2 separate regions of the Gossypium hirsutum genome follow, and region 2 is linked to region 1. The links are chromatin contacts, called in public Hi-C maps. All regions are on one chromosome and are shown on one strand. Each heading gives the region's core, a stretch centred on a gene start, on an enhancer-like site or on the middle of the called end of the contact. The rest is flanking DNA. Distances are from core to core; before and after follow the strand shown. Region 1 holds the start of LOC107888971 (trihelix transcription factor GTL2). Region 2 holds the start of LOC107888763 (40S ribosomal protein S24-1).

Evidence for each region. Hi-C and Micro-C count contacts between places; a contact is called where the count stands out from the background.
Region 2: a Hi-C map of leaf shows a contact between it and region 1, with 1.9 times the contacts expected there. The contact joins the promoter of LOC107888763 here to the promoter of LOC107888971 in region 1. A contact is called at or near these places in 2 of 34 Hi-C or Micro-C datasets (both in leaf).

Annotation. Positions count from the first base shown.
Region 1 is chrA11:108,955,045-108,962,557 of Gossypium_hirsutum_v2.1, reverse strand. It overlaps LOC107888971 (trihelix transcription factor GTL2), which reads right to left and starts at 4,533. Exons shown (of 2, transcript XM_016813257.2): 1 at 3,715-4,533; 2 at 1,558-3,341. The coding sequence starts at 4,184. The coding sequence ends at 1,763.
Region 2 is chrA11:109,394,717-109,402,229 of Gossypium_hirsutum_v2.1, reverse strand. It overlaps LOC107888763 (40S ribosomal protein S24-1), which reads right to left and starts at 4,623. Exons shown (of 5, transcript XM_016812966.2): 1 at 4,302-4,623; 2 at 3,858-3,899; 3 at 3,581-3,751; 4 at 2,503-2,589; 5 at 2,150-2,388. The coding sequence starts at 4,373. The coding sequence ends at 2,356. LOC107888772 reads left to right here and starts at 5,610. Exons shown (of 6, transcript XM_016812977.2): 1 at 5,610-6,445; 2 at 7,178-7,280. The coding sequence starts at 5,771.

The sequences.
Region 1 (7,513 bases), core at 3,284-5,783:
ACTTAATAAGATATTCATAACATAAACAAAAATATTATTGATTTCACTTAAGGGTAAATGGATCACTTTTTATATATATATATTCCTTATCTATTCTTTTATGCCATTTTAATCAACCAAACGATGTAATACCATTATTCATATATTCTATTCAATTTGATCCCTATTACCTCTTTATTCTATTTTAATTGAATAGTCATTATATTCATACTATATTCCATTCCAACGAACCAAAAGTACTATTAGTGGCTTGCTAGAGTACAATCAATATGAATATTTAATTTCCTTAAATTTAGCTTGATCATATCTTCAATATGGAATAGAATAAACTAAGATCGTCTTGACCTAGTCTTTGAAGAAAAATAAATCTCTTCACTTAAGAAAACTTGATAAATATTAAGTCTTTTCAAAAGAGTCTTTTCTTGACTTTAACTTCTTCAAAAACAACATCTCTTTAAATAAAGTAAATAGATTAGATTAGGACTCTTGAAAACTTACATTACTTGATTCAATCTCATCTCTAAATATAATATAGTGATTTGCTAGTCAAAATCCTAAAAAACATGTAAGTAAATAATCAAGATCTGTTGGTCAAACCTGCCAACAAATAATGCAAGTAATAATATCTAGTTAGCTTTTACTTAAGTAGTAACATATGTAAATAAAAGAATTTATATTAGAAAATTTGTTTAGTAAAATTAATAAAAGTAAGTATTGACATAAGTATGTTTTTTGGGTAAAAATTTATACTTAAAAGTATGTTTTTTTAGTAAAATTAATAAAAATAGTTTTAAGGAAAAGTCAAATATGATACTTTTGAATTTATTCTTTAAAAAGATAATTTATTTCAAATATATATTTTTTAAAATAAAATCAATTTACCATTTTCTATATAAAGTGATAAGTTTCAATATTTTTATTTTGAAAATTTTGTATCAAATACAAAATAAAAATAATTTTCAAACTCTTTTAAAATATCATTGATTTATCAAATATAACAATTTTTTTTGAATCTATTGGTTGAAAATTTCAATTTCATGTATAAAAAAAATTGTTATTATAATAGATAAAACATTTGGCATAAAATTAATTTAGAGTGTGAAAAGCATTTATGAATATATCCAGATTATATGTAGAAATATCTGTTATGTTTCTGAAATGTTCCAGCAACTAGTGTACAAAACCTCATTTTCTTGGCTGAAAAGATTCCCAACTTCTTTCAGCATTGTTTTTATTTTATTTGGCATGGAACAGTGAACTGCGCCTGAACACTGTCCTTCCTACATTTAGTAAATAACAATCTCTATTGAAATTATCATCAACAAAATTAGGATTTTTTATTTGGAGGGTGGAATGTAAGTTGTTGAGGTTGAAGTTAAATAAAAGGATTGAATTGAACAATTAATGTTTAAGAGGATCCAAAAGCAAAATATACCCTTTCATCCAGCCCTACCTATCCCTTTGAATTCGCCGGGCCCTTAAAAATAGAACTAAACTCGTAAAATGAAAGAATTAGGAGCATTAATCAATAATTATAAAATGAAAGTAGGCCTGACCTGAAATTAAATTGTCGGTGCTCACTACTGTACAAGTTTAAACATATATCCTCCATGAAAGTTTACATTAGATTCTCTAAGAAAATTAAAAATTAATTTTCAACCCAAAAAAAGTACTATTATTTCTAATATTGTAGTATTAATAATGTCATTAGCGATTGTAATACCAAAAGTAATTTAACGTACACACAAAAATGTAATGTGATTCAGAATTCAAATTCAAAACCTGGTACTTGAATAACCATGTTTGTCTCATTACCTCCCGAAACATGCACAGTTGAATCCTTGTCTCCCCTTTGACATGAATCCTTACCGGTTTCTGGCAATTTTGAGTGGTTTTCCGGCAACGGCGAGCGATTTTCCGGCCCATCAGAAGGTGCTATAAGTGTTCCTTGACTGTACAAAGTGCTTAATTGATGAAAATAAGGGCATGTCCTTGAGTCAAGGGACCTCTTCTTGTTGATATCTTTGGTTTTTCTGAAGTACTTGTTTATGTTTTCCCATTTCTCTTTGCACCTCTTTGCACTTCTCTTGTAGCCCAATTCTAACATCCCTTGTGAGATTCTTTCCCATAGAGGAGCTTTTATGGCTGTTCCTTCCTTCTCATGGTCACCGTTGTTATAAAGACTGCACCTCAGGTTTATTAATGCCAACACTTCATCTCTTGGCCATCTCTTTCCAAGGTCTTCTTTCTCATTGGACGTAGGGTTTTGGGGAGCTTTATTTACCGTCAATGGTGAAGTGGGCGGTAATGGATTGCTTTCAGCACTGACAGAATTAGGGTTTTGCGGAGCTAATGATGAAGTATCAGGTGTTTCCGGATTAGGGTTTTGAGGAGCTTGACTTTCTGTCATGGATATGGGCATGCTTTGTTTGTTTTGATGGGCGAGGTTCATAGAAGATGGAGAAGTGGTAGAAACTTGATCAACTTTGTTTTGGTCAGTGACAATGGGATTAGGGTTTTCTGCTACTGCCACTAAAGGAGATGAAGAAGCAATAGGAGGATTTGAACATTCACTTGGTACCTTGACAACATCTTCATTAACCCTTCCAAAACATTGCTTCTTAGAGGATCCAGTTTGTGAAAATTTGCTCAAGAATTTGATTATGGTGGCCTGTCTATCACCAGCAATAGCTTGTTCCTTGGCTCTAAGTTCAAGCTCCTGGTTAATCCTATCCAGCTCTTGCTTCTTCCAAGCTTCTTCTCTTGCAACTTTTTCTTCATCTCTCTTCACCATATCTTCAATCAGCTTATTATGCATCTCTTCCTGTTGGATCATCAACTTGTTCACAATATCTTCACAAAACCCTTTGAACAACTCAAGTTTCTTCACCCTTTTCCTCTTCTTGTTGTTGTTGGCAGCAGCAGCAGCCTTGTTATCATCATAGTTTGCTTTGTTCTCAACCACTTTTTTGTTATCCTGATCTGATGACATTGCAGTGTTGTTTGCTGGTGAAGTTTGATATAATTCATCGACATTTCTTGAATCAGCTTCCAAATTCTGACCCATATTGTCCTCATCTTCCCTTGACTTTTCCACATTTTTGTTGTTTTCATCTGCAACAACAGCCACCTGCTGCTGCTGGCTATGATGATGAGGAGGAGGAGGAGGAGGCGGAGGTGGAGGTGGAGGTGGAGGATTCTCAGCTTGATAAAGTTCTTCAAGTTCACTAAAGATCCTGTAGTTTTTGCTGCAATTGATGCTGTTGAAATATCTGCTTTCTTCTTCAAATTTTTCTTTGCATTTGTCTGCACTCCTCTTGAACCCAAGATCTGCCAACTTCCTGCACCCACCATAACTGTGTGCACATATATATATAATTGAACCATTACAAAGCTGCATGCCTATATTTATATATCAAACACTTATTCTTTCTATTTTACTATCAATTATTCACTTATAAAATACTATACCAAGGTTTTTTTTTGTTTATTTAATTATCAGTATCCCTTTTCTCTCTCTCTCTCTCTCTCTTTCATTAACAACGGCTCATAAATAATGATATCCCCACAAGGGTTAATGTAGATGATTTAATACTATCCAATTTGATTGTTTCATTCATCAAAATTTGAAGGGACTCTATCTATTAGAAAAGAGAAGAAAAGAAAAGAAAAGAAAACATGAAATGGATATATGTATAGTTTGTATGTATATACCTTGAGACATGTTCCCAAGTGAATTCTGGGAACCAATTTTCTATGCTAGATCTGACCTTCAACAGTGCAAGGACTTCATCATTAGACCAAGGATGATGATGATGATGAAGATTATCAATCGGTTCAGCAATGGATCTCTGATCTCTTCCATTAATCTCCATGTTCATACCTACCAAACTGGTGGTACTCTCTTCATTATTCTTCTGCTGGTGCAATGACTGCAACAACTGAGGCTGCTGCTGCTGCTGCTGCTGCTGCTGCTGCTGCTGATGATGATGATGATGCAGCTGAGGGGGCACTTGCTGATGATGGGAGTTTGATGAAGAAGTGAACAAAGGGTCAAAGGAAGTGAAACCATTTGAAGAAGTGAAAGAGAGAGGGAGAAGGAGAGTGGTGGTGGTGGTGGTTCTAGCTGATGCTGATGACGCTCCTATGAATTGATGAAGATGGTCTGGCACTCCATCAAACATTTTTCTTTTCCTTTTACACTATCTTTCCTTTTGGGTTTTGGGGGGTTCAGTAAAATGGGAGAGGACTAGAAGGGCTGCAAAAACAAAACAAACACTCAAAAAACACCATAGCTGCCCTTTCTCTATCTCTATCTCTATCTGATGCCTTCTTTGTTTCTCTCTCTCATTTATCAAGAATTTTGTCCTGTCATGGAAGAGAAAAGATAGCCCACCACACCCCTTTTGGTGGCAAGTGAAGTCACTGTCCAATGAGACCCCAACTCATAAATGTACCATTAAGGTTAAGTTCTTGCTGCTTTTTTGGATTAACATTTAATTGCTCCCATTCCACCAAATATATATATTTTTTATTCATGCACTTGCACTTGTACTTGGTATATTATTTAAATTTAATGAACTAATTATAAAATAAAAATTATTATTATTTTATTTATTTTTAATTTTTCAATAAAAAACTTATTTACTCAATGATTTAAACTTTAATAGGAATAATAAAAGGCTTAGTTTTTGTTTTTGTTTTAATTCTCTTAGCAAAAGGCAAAGCTTGAATATAAAGTTGAAGAAATTTTCTTGGTTTATTTGCTTCTTCTTTTTTTCTCCTTATGTTTTAATTCAAAAGTTTCATTTCTTTTTTGTTGTTTTTTTGAGGTTGTCGTTACTTTTCAACCGACTTCATTTGTCTCCTGCAGCCGTTGATCTGTTTGACTTTCTTATCAAGTCAAACTTTCATCAATCACCTTTTTATATGTATTTCTATAAAACTCCTTTGGCAGATAAATATTTAGGAAAACAAAAAATGAATACTAAAATATAATAATACCATAGTTTAAGTAAGACACAGATTAGTCCTTTTTTTTGTGTGTGTGTCTGCACTAAATATATACATATGATTTGAGTGGAAACCAAACAATATTTTAAGAAAAATGAGTCATTTTTTTATAAAAAAAAAAGAAGAAGAAGTTGGAAAACATATAAATATTTGTATAGTTTGGACCAATTTAACTAAATGTTAATATTATTTACACATTTAAAATGGGATTTTGGAAATGAATTATTTAAAAAATGGAAGAAGATTTAAAACAGCGGTATGATAATTGATATTAATGAAAGTGAAATGTGAAAAGAAAGTGGGATCCAGTGAACAGGCATGAGAGTGAGGGAAACAACCAACAAATAGGGGATTGGAAAAGGATACTTTCAATTTTTTAAAATTATGTAATTTAATTATTTATTATATTTGGGTCCTTAGAATCCTATGCAGTAGCTGATGCTGTAATTAACGGCAATGGTGATGGCAGGACACGTGAAAACATGCAGACATTGGGACCAAATTATTTAAGGAAGGAAGAGGCTACTGTCGCCCACCAATTTACCCTAGCCTGTAAATTATGTAATTTACAGTCCATTATTACATTTCTCAAACATACGCCTAAATCTTGATTCCACATAATATGGATACTCATCCATTATATTTACATTTAGAGTCTGATTTTTCAATCATTCCTTTACTAAAGTATCATCGATTATACTCTATAAATTAGTTCAAAGAATGGATAATTACTTATCTATTTTACTATTAAAAATTAACATGATTAATGTATAAAGATTATCTTTTAACAGTAAAAATAAATTTTAATAAAAAGATAAATTTATTTTTTGATTTAACATATAATAACTAATTTCCTAATTTTTTAAATAAAAAAATAAAATACAATTCAATTTACAGTACAATTTACGAATTTCGTTCTCAAAACGTTATATTTACTTTGCCTACAGCTACTATACTGCCTTTGATTTGTGAGGGACAAAAATTATTTCAAATAATTGATTGGTATTTTTGGGGATCTACGCGAATTAGATCTAAGTTGAAATGCTAGATGTTCAATATTTATTTGGATAATCAAATTGGGCATTTAAAGATTGATGAAATAGTTAGCTATTAAATAAACACATAGGAGTTATGAGTACAGTAAGAATAGATTTCTATTATTATACGAATGTATTTCAAAATAAATAAATAAATAAAGAGAAAATGTTTTCTCAAAGATAATAAAGTGGGCTTGCATGCATGCATGTATTATGTATGAGATAATAAAGTGGGCTTGCATGCATGCATGTATTATGTATGAGTTTTCACAATCTCACTGACCCAACAAAACTTGAAAATACAATGGTTTCAAGCTGTTTAAGTTAATATCTGATTGAGTTTTAATTTGATTAGTATGGGTATTATTGTTAATACTGAAAGATGTAAATTCGAGTAAACTGAAACACATTATCCTTTTATTTATGGGTTAAGAAGGAACTATAAGTAGTTCTAAATATTATGTCAAAAAAGATCAAATATGATAAAAAAAACTTATAATGAAATTGTTTTAAAAAAGAAGAATGAACTCCTTAAATAATTTTACGGTACAATGAGTGATTTAAGTTAAATCTATCAACTCCCACAAAAGATAATTGAAACTTCATTGTTATATAATTATTTGCACCCCACCCCCTCAAACACCGTCACTCAAATAAAGGAATAATCACTCCAATAGTAAAGTGAAAGTACAAAGGAATTACCTTAACAAAATGTTCTCCAATATAGAACAAGTTTAATTAGCTCTCAAAATCAACAACCAACAAACGATGTTCTCAACCCTTTATAGCCAACAAAAGTGAGCTTTAATCTTCTAAGTTTATCCACTTATCTTGTTATATTTTCATTAATACATGATTACGGTGTAATGACGTGGTTTTTAATGGTATCAAAAAATACAGTTTCAGAATTCTATTTCCGTAGGTTGAGTTCATAAATATTAAATATTTATGGAGCTACTATAAAAATCGTTTAAAGATTGATGTAGTAATTTTACCAAATTAATAGTTCATTAAGGCTTACGGATTAAATCGTAAAAGTCCAATCGCTATAAAATTTTAATTGACAAAAGACTTGGGGATTTATATGGCAATTAGTCAAAGGTCCAAAATAGTAAATAAATCATTTTCAAATAGGGATTAGTGGATGATAATGTTAAATTCATTAAGCATGATTAGTGATTTGTTAAGTTAATTAAGTATAATTAGTTAAACTAATTAACCTATATATATAACATCGTGGAAAGAAAGAGGAAATTTCTCTTCTATCTTCAATCTCTTCGCCGTCCACCACAAAGAAAGAAAATTAGAAACCTTCAAGGGTCTCTAACATTCAACCATATAAATTAGTTATTTTCTTGTAATTTTTATAGATTTGAGGTCATGAGAGCTTGATTTATCTAGCTCGTGTACCAATTTGTGAATATGTTAAAGTTTTAGAAAATTACCGTTGTTGATTTCTTAAA
Region 2 (7,513 bases), core at 3,374-5,873, 440 kb before region 1:
CTCATTTGCCCTTAATTTTTATCTTCTTGTAGGAATTTTTCATATAAATATTTGTGTGTTTAATCTTCTTTATTTTATTTGTTTATTGCTTATACGGGTCGATTTTCAACACATACCAACCTAACAAGAGATTTTTTTTTAATGCAGTTTTTAAAATTATTGAAGTGAACAGTACTACGTAATTAAATAGGGTTGAATCTACATATTGGTAGTAAAATAAAATATTAATTGGTGTTTAAAGTTAAGTGATAATTATTAATTTTACCGTGATTTTAGAATGTGATTTCCAGATGAGAACCGACCAAAACGTGAATCACACAGTACATTAGATTAAATTAATAAAAGCAAAAGATAGATGGCCAAACCGTAGGTGTGAAGTCAAACATGGCATTCTATCCTTTACCCACGTTCTACCAATTATTAAATTTAAATCATTATTCTTTTTCTTTTCTTTTTTATACTTTACATTATCAAGTGAATTATAACATGTAAAATAACAATAAATTCAACATGAAAGTGAATCGAATTAAGTGAAAAATTGATTTATTCGCGTTGACAACTCCTATTTTATTAATTGATTGACTTGAAATTCAAGTCGAGTCAAATTAAATGAATTTATTTGAGTTTTAAATTAAAAAATTGAACTTGTCAAATTAAAATATTATTATAATATAACTAATTCCATGTTAAATTACATAAATTTAAAACCATATATATTATAAAATATTTTCAAAAAAAAAAGAAAAAAATTACAATAAACTTAAATCATTAATTAAATTATTTGGATCCCAAAATTTTTATTTTATAAAAAAATTAAAATTTTAATTTTCTTTATATATGACCAAAAGGATATTTATATTAATCCATTATTTGAATTGTAAAATTCAACTCAAATTGACTCAAAAAAATTAAATAACTCCTTCCATTAACTGGAAATTCAAAAAAAGTTCAATTTTTTTAAAATTGAAAGTTTTTTTCGCATATGCCAATGTTGACATGTTGAATGATAAAATTGTTTATATAAGTATTAAAATATGTTATATATCTAAATATTAATAAAATTTTTAAAACATTGATATATATATATATGGCGAAATTTCATATAGAAGGGAAGGTTGTTCTTTGCTCCCACGAAACATGGTGGAAAGCTGGAAGAGTTCCAACAAGTTAAGGAAACGCCCATACTGAATGGCCTTTAATAAAAATTCAAACCAAGGAATTTAGGTTCAACAAAATAGAGAGTCATTTTAAAATAAATTTGTAAATGGACATTAACACTTATATCTAATCCTACAAGCTAAATATTTCCCCCTACGAATGTGATTCTGCCGAATTTTTCCACCTTTTATGTCGGCATATAAATAATTTACTAAAAACCACCCTCTCAATTTCAATATTAAACACATTGACCCCTCTAAATTTCATAACTTATCGACTAAAAACAATTATTGCTTTCCTTAAATATTTTTGATCTATTTGATCCTGATACTTAAAAAACCAAAAACAATACACATAAAAGAACTTCATAAAAATAAATAAAATGCATATTTTTTAAGAGCTAAATTTATTATACCAATTAAAATTGCGTAAATTTGACAAAAATATTAAAATAAAGATTAATTGTACATAGATGTTAACATTCGAAATTGACAGATTAAATTGCTCAAATTTTTTGAGAGACCAAATTGATTAATAAATTTGAGAGGGACTGAAAATATAATTCTACAAAGTAATTTTCATTAGCATTATCAATTTAACATCCACAAAAAGTATATCTTTGGGCGTCATTTAAGTAGACTCTCACCTCTTCTAGCCTTTGTAGGGCTGAACCATGGCTGCTGAAAAGCAAGAGAAAGTGGTGTGGCTTTGAAGAGCACAAAGTGGTTCGAACCCAAAACACTACTTGAACTAGCATCCCATAACCTGCTCTAAATCCTAGAAGTTGTGGGTTCATTTCATGCCTTCTACTTCTCAACAACAGGAATTTCCACATGCACTCACTTTTCAGCATGCCATAAATCTCACTCTTCAACAACTTCAAGAGGCACCCATAGGTTCTCTTCAACACAACGGCACCCAAAGAAAACAAATCTTAATTTGTGTGATCTTTCACATCATCAAATAATTACTCCAAAAAAAGAATATGATCTAAATATTTCAAAATTCTGCACTGCAAGAGTACTCAAATTAGAACAATCAGATAATACAACATCAAAATCCACTTTCGAAAACAAAAAGGTAAATCAGGTTCAAGGACACCTAAACACTTGAGGCAAGGCTAGTAAACAAAAGCTGTTGAAAAAGACTGACCCTAAGATAGACATAGATTTCACCTTTTCTTTCATCCCTTTTAGCTCACTTCTTCTTTGCTGCTTCACTGGCCTTGGTCTACAGAACAAGCAAAATGGTCAGAAAATTGACCCTCATCGATCATCAAATTTTTCGGAAGTGAAATCAGTTCAGGTAAACTAACATGAGAACAAAGAAATAATTTAATCTTACCTTCTTTACTCCACGGATCTTCTTAGCCCTGTTCTTCCTTTCCTTCATTTGCTTCCTTGATTTCTCCACCTTGGTGTCGAGTCCATTCTGAAATAGTAACACAAATAATTAGTGTCTTGCATTGTACCTTTGATGCCCTTAAAAGAAACCAATTCAAACGGAATTAATAACAATGAAAAGACAATAAGTATGTGATAGGGAATCAAAAGAAAATAACTGCAAGAAAACCCAGAAGGTTAAAGTAACATTACATAGTTATGCTGACATAAAGATGAAAGCCCTGGTTCAATGCCTTGCATAACTATGTTGCTTGGACTAAGGAGTGAGTATCAAATACAAAGTATATTCAATTTTTTTATAAATTTTGAAGGACTTTCGAAGGTCATGCCTTCATATCCATATTCAAGTATGTGTCAGATATAGGTGTGAAAAGTCAAAGCAGCATAGTCACATAATACATTATAGGGTAATTCACATTCAGATCACTAAACAAACATAAACTATCATACAAGTCTCAACCCTTTAATTCCATCACGTTATATCACTGAACTCCTATTATTAATATATTAGATTACTTATGCAAACTCAATTAAATAATTTTAATTTAAAAGCCATCTTAACATGCATAAGTAACTTATTCTCTAAACAAAACCAAGGTCGGGATTTCATGCTTTCCCACATGTTCTTTGAGCCAACATTTTCATGAGAATTAGTACAACTTAATTTATTAATAATAGAAATTCAATGATGCAATTTGATGAAATTAAAATGCTTATGACCTACACTGACGTAAATGCTACAATAAGTAACCTAAAATGCAAATCACCCCCACTCGTCTTCTTCATAACCATGCAGTACTCAAGTACAAATTATAAAAAAGGCTCTACTTCCAAGTCCATCTTGTTACTTTTAAAAGGCAACATTGCCTCCGTGCTCACTAGTATCACAACATTGCTTTTTTGAGAATACCAAAAACAAAACTATGTGGAGAAAAATACTTCAGTATGCAGTTACTAATAAAACAGACACACCACTAACAAATCCAGAGAAAATGTAAATAAAACACATCAGAAATTACCCTGATCAGTCTGTATTTGGGCTCATACTTCTTTGCGTTCTCGACAGAATCATATATCAAACCAAATCCAGTAGATTTACCACCTCCAAAATGAGTCCTGAACTTGAACACAAAGATCGAATTTGGGTCCTTCACCTCATACATTCTAGCAAGCTTCTCCTTCAACTCCGCCTAACAATACAGGATCGACAAATCAAAGATATGTTAACACAAGCAGTCCAATTTTCTGGAAGTTAAGACAATAAAACAATGTTATTGAGAATCATTAAACATTTACCTTAGAAACATTGGGCCTCCCAGGATGCAAAACATCAATGATCTACAAAACAAGTAAATAACAAGTTTCATCTTCCAAGTTAACAATTTCAAACATATATAAGCTCATCTGACCTTCAGTTTCCCAAAAGAGCAATTTTATTTTATTGCAGGCTTCATAGTAAGAAAAAAAAAGTCACTTGTTTCCAAATGACAAATCAAGGAAAGACCTAAATTAAGCATCCTACAAGCAAACTAACAAAAAACAAATACTTATTTTCTCTCATTTTCTTCTATTTTCTTTCTTTGAGCAGATCTACAGCCGAACTAAACCTTACTGAAAGCAGGTAATGGAAAATAATGTGAAAGATTACGAAAGAAATAAGCTCCGAGCCTTAAAATTTAACGTTGCCCATTGTTTGGTTAACGAAGAAATGAGCGGGAAAAAAATGGAAATGGAGCTTACGAATTGTTTCCTGGAAAGGAGCCTGTTCGTCATGAACTTCCTTGTCCTAATAGTCACTGCCTTGTCCGCCATGGTTAAGCAAATATCTTCCTCTTTTCTTGGTTTCGACGCACTGGAAGCACCAAAAGTTACAAACAGCGGCAGCAGTTCAAGGAGAGAGAATAGCAATAGCGAAAAAACAAGTTTTTATAGGGTTTCCTATGGAATCGACTTATCACTGATTAGGGTTTATTTTAGGTTTTGAATTTGGGCTTTTTTAGTTTTTGCATCTTGGGTTTTAAATGGGGCTTCCCTTTTTTAACGTTAAGTTCTACAAATGGCTATAGTAAATACTTGAGTCTGCCCTTAAAAGGGTTAATTCTGCCTCGTTGTCCTTTTACTCTTCAAAGTTTTAAAACTTTAATCCTTCTGCTTTTAATTTTAAGAATTTAGTTCTTTTTTTATCTTATTTAAAAACTAAATTGCAATCGGTATGACACTGTTAATAAACTTTTGTTAATTTTGAATATGTGGTATTTTAAAATTTAAATGTTTGACTTAAAAATTAAAGTACAATTATAACATATATTCAAAATTTTTAGAAATTAATTTTAAAAGCAAATAAGTAAAGGGACTAAATTCTTTTGGTTAAAAGCAAAGAGACTAATTTTTAAAAAATCTAAATAGTACAGGGATTGGAAGAATATTATACCCTTGTAAAATTTATTTAACTCTAAATCTAGTTAAAATTTTTCATGAATTTTTTCACTATATCTTGAAATATGATTGTGATCTTAGTAATGATGTACTAATTAAAAATTTTATTACAGGGGCATGTGTGTAAAAATTATGTATTTAATTGATGAAAGTAATAAAAAATATATAATAAAATAAAAATGTTAATATCTTATTAAAATAAAGCTTTGATTTAGTGATAAAAATAATATATTATCAATGTAATTAGTATAGATTTAAATTCAATCGTACCTAGTTTTTTTATTGATTCTTTTAAATAAAAAAATTAAAACGCCCTTGAATAATATAATTTATTTTAATTATAGAAGGACATTTTCTAATTTCTTTAATCGAGTTGGTGTCCAGTTGATTCGTGATACCAACATTCAATTAAAGACTTAAATAATAGTATAGATAAATATGATTATTATTTTTAATTATTGGTTTATTTAGCAACGAAAACCCTCATTATTTTTTATGGATGCATTTTGACAAAGCTTCAATTATTAAAGAGAAGAGGGGTTGAAGACAAAATTAGACCTAAAACTTTTGAATGGGAATTTACAAATGAAGATGAGAGGTTCAAAATGACACTATCGGCCTTCTCTTATCATGGCCACAACTCCCTCAAATTTCACCATCACATTCACCCAAACTCATTCCCCGCAAAACCAAATCATTTCTTGATCTCACCTTCCCTCATTCTTCAAAAAAATATCTCCGCACCCAAAGCTCATAATCTCTCTCCATTCACCATGGCAACTTCTACTTCTTCTTTGCTCCAATCCAACACTTTGAACTTGAAACACTATTTCCCCCTTCATTTGCCTCTTCCTTCTCCTCCTCGCCTATCTCATTTCACTGGAACTTTGGCTTTCAACGGTCAACGTTCGGCAAAGTTCACTGTTAAATGCTTCTTCTCGTCGGAGCAGAGGAAACATTTGACGAGCTCGAGTTTGGGCTCCAACAACCAGTTGAGTTCCAGCTCAAATGACAAAAACCCATTCGAGATTATTTCTCAAACAATGTTAAAAGCTTTGAACGCGTTAAAAAAGCCCGCTATAGCCGCGGTTTTATTGGGTTTGTTGCTAATGTATGATCCTAATAACGTAGCATTGGCTGCATCAGGTGGGAGGATGGGAGGAAGGTCTTTTTCTTCGAGTTCTTCATCTTCGAGGAGTTATTCGGTGCCTAGAAATGGAGGGTCGAGGTTTTCTTCGTATTCGGCTCCTTATTATGCGCCTGCTCCATTCGGAGGTGGTGGGTTTTACATGGGGCCTGCAGTTGGGGTAGGTGTTGGTGCCGGCTCGAGTTTTTTCTTGATTTTGGTTGGGTTTGCTGCCTTTGTTTTGGTCTCCGGGTTCCTTTCGGATCGGTCTGAGAGTAGTGTGCTCACTACTAGCGAAAGGACTAGTGTTATTAAGCTTCAGGTAAGCTTTTGGATTTTCTTTTATTGCTTTTTAGTTATTCTTTTGCTTTAAGTATGTTTGCATAGGTGATAAAGTCCTTGAATGATGTTTAACATTAATGAATCAACTGCTTTCTTTAATCATAAAAAAGCATGCTGATCTCCTTGTAATGATGGTGAAGCTAGTTTTTAGATAAAAAGAAATACTATGTTTTAAGGATTTGTTCCTTTGTTTTTTGCATCATTGATGCATATCAATAAATTAATATCCAATTTCAGAGTGAGAATGCTACCGATCAGATGTGTTGAAGTAAGATATGAAGTAGTGGTGTTCAGATGTATGGATAAATACACGGTTAATCAACATGTCGAAATTCAACTGAATAGATTGAATGTGAAATAAATGTGATATACAGAGAAGTTGTAACATCCGGCATGCTAGACAAAAGACACAAAAGAATGGACCAATCCAAATTAGGAGAAATCAAAGTGAGACTTGAGAATGACCCTGACAAAATCGGGTGTCTATGGAGGAGGGTTGCTTAAATGTGAATTCTGGTAGAATCTTTAAAGCTGACTTTAATATGAATTCCTTTTTGTAATAAAGTGTCAAGACTTAATTTTGTATGAATAATTGTCATGTGAAATGAGCTAGACAAGGAAGAGAGATGGACACAGAATTGTGATGGTTGCCATTACTGATGGAATTCAATTACCATTTGTTCATTTGTAGTCTCTTTGTTTTTATTATTAGGTTGGGTTGTTGGGTATGGGACGGTCTCTTCAAAGGGATCTTAATCGGATTGCTGAAGTTGCTGATACCTCTACCTCTGAGGGTCTGAGCTTTGTGTTGACAGGTAAAGCATTCTAAGATCTGTCTATAGTTAATTAGAGTCTTACTGGAGATAGTGGTGGTGTTCTATGCATTATGTAGATTACAGTTGGGAAGTGAAGATAGATGAAAATGCTATTCCTTTTTAACTGTTGTAGCTATCATTTTTGCACTATCTCCGAGTATTAGCCTAGTCATAAAGAAAATATAATAACCCAAGAGGCCATGCACAAGTCTTATAGCTCTATAGCATAACTA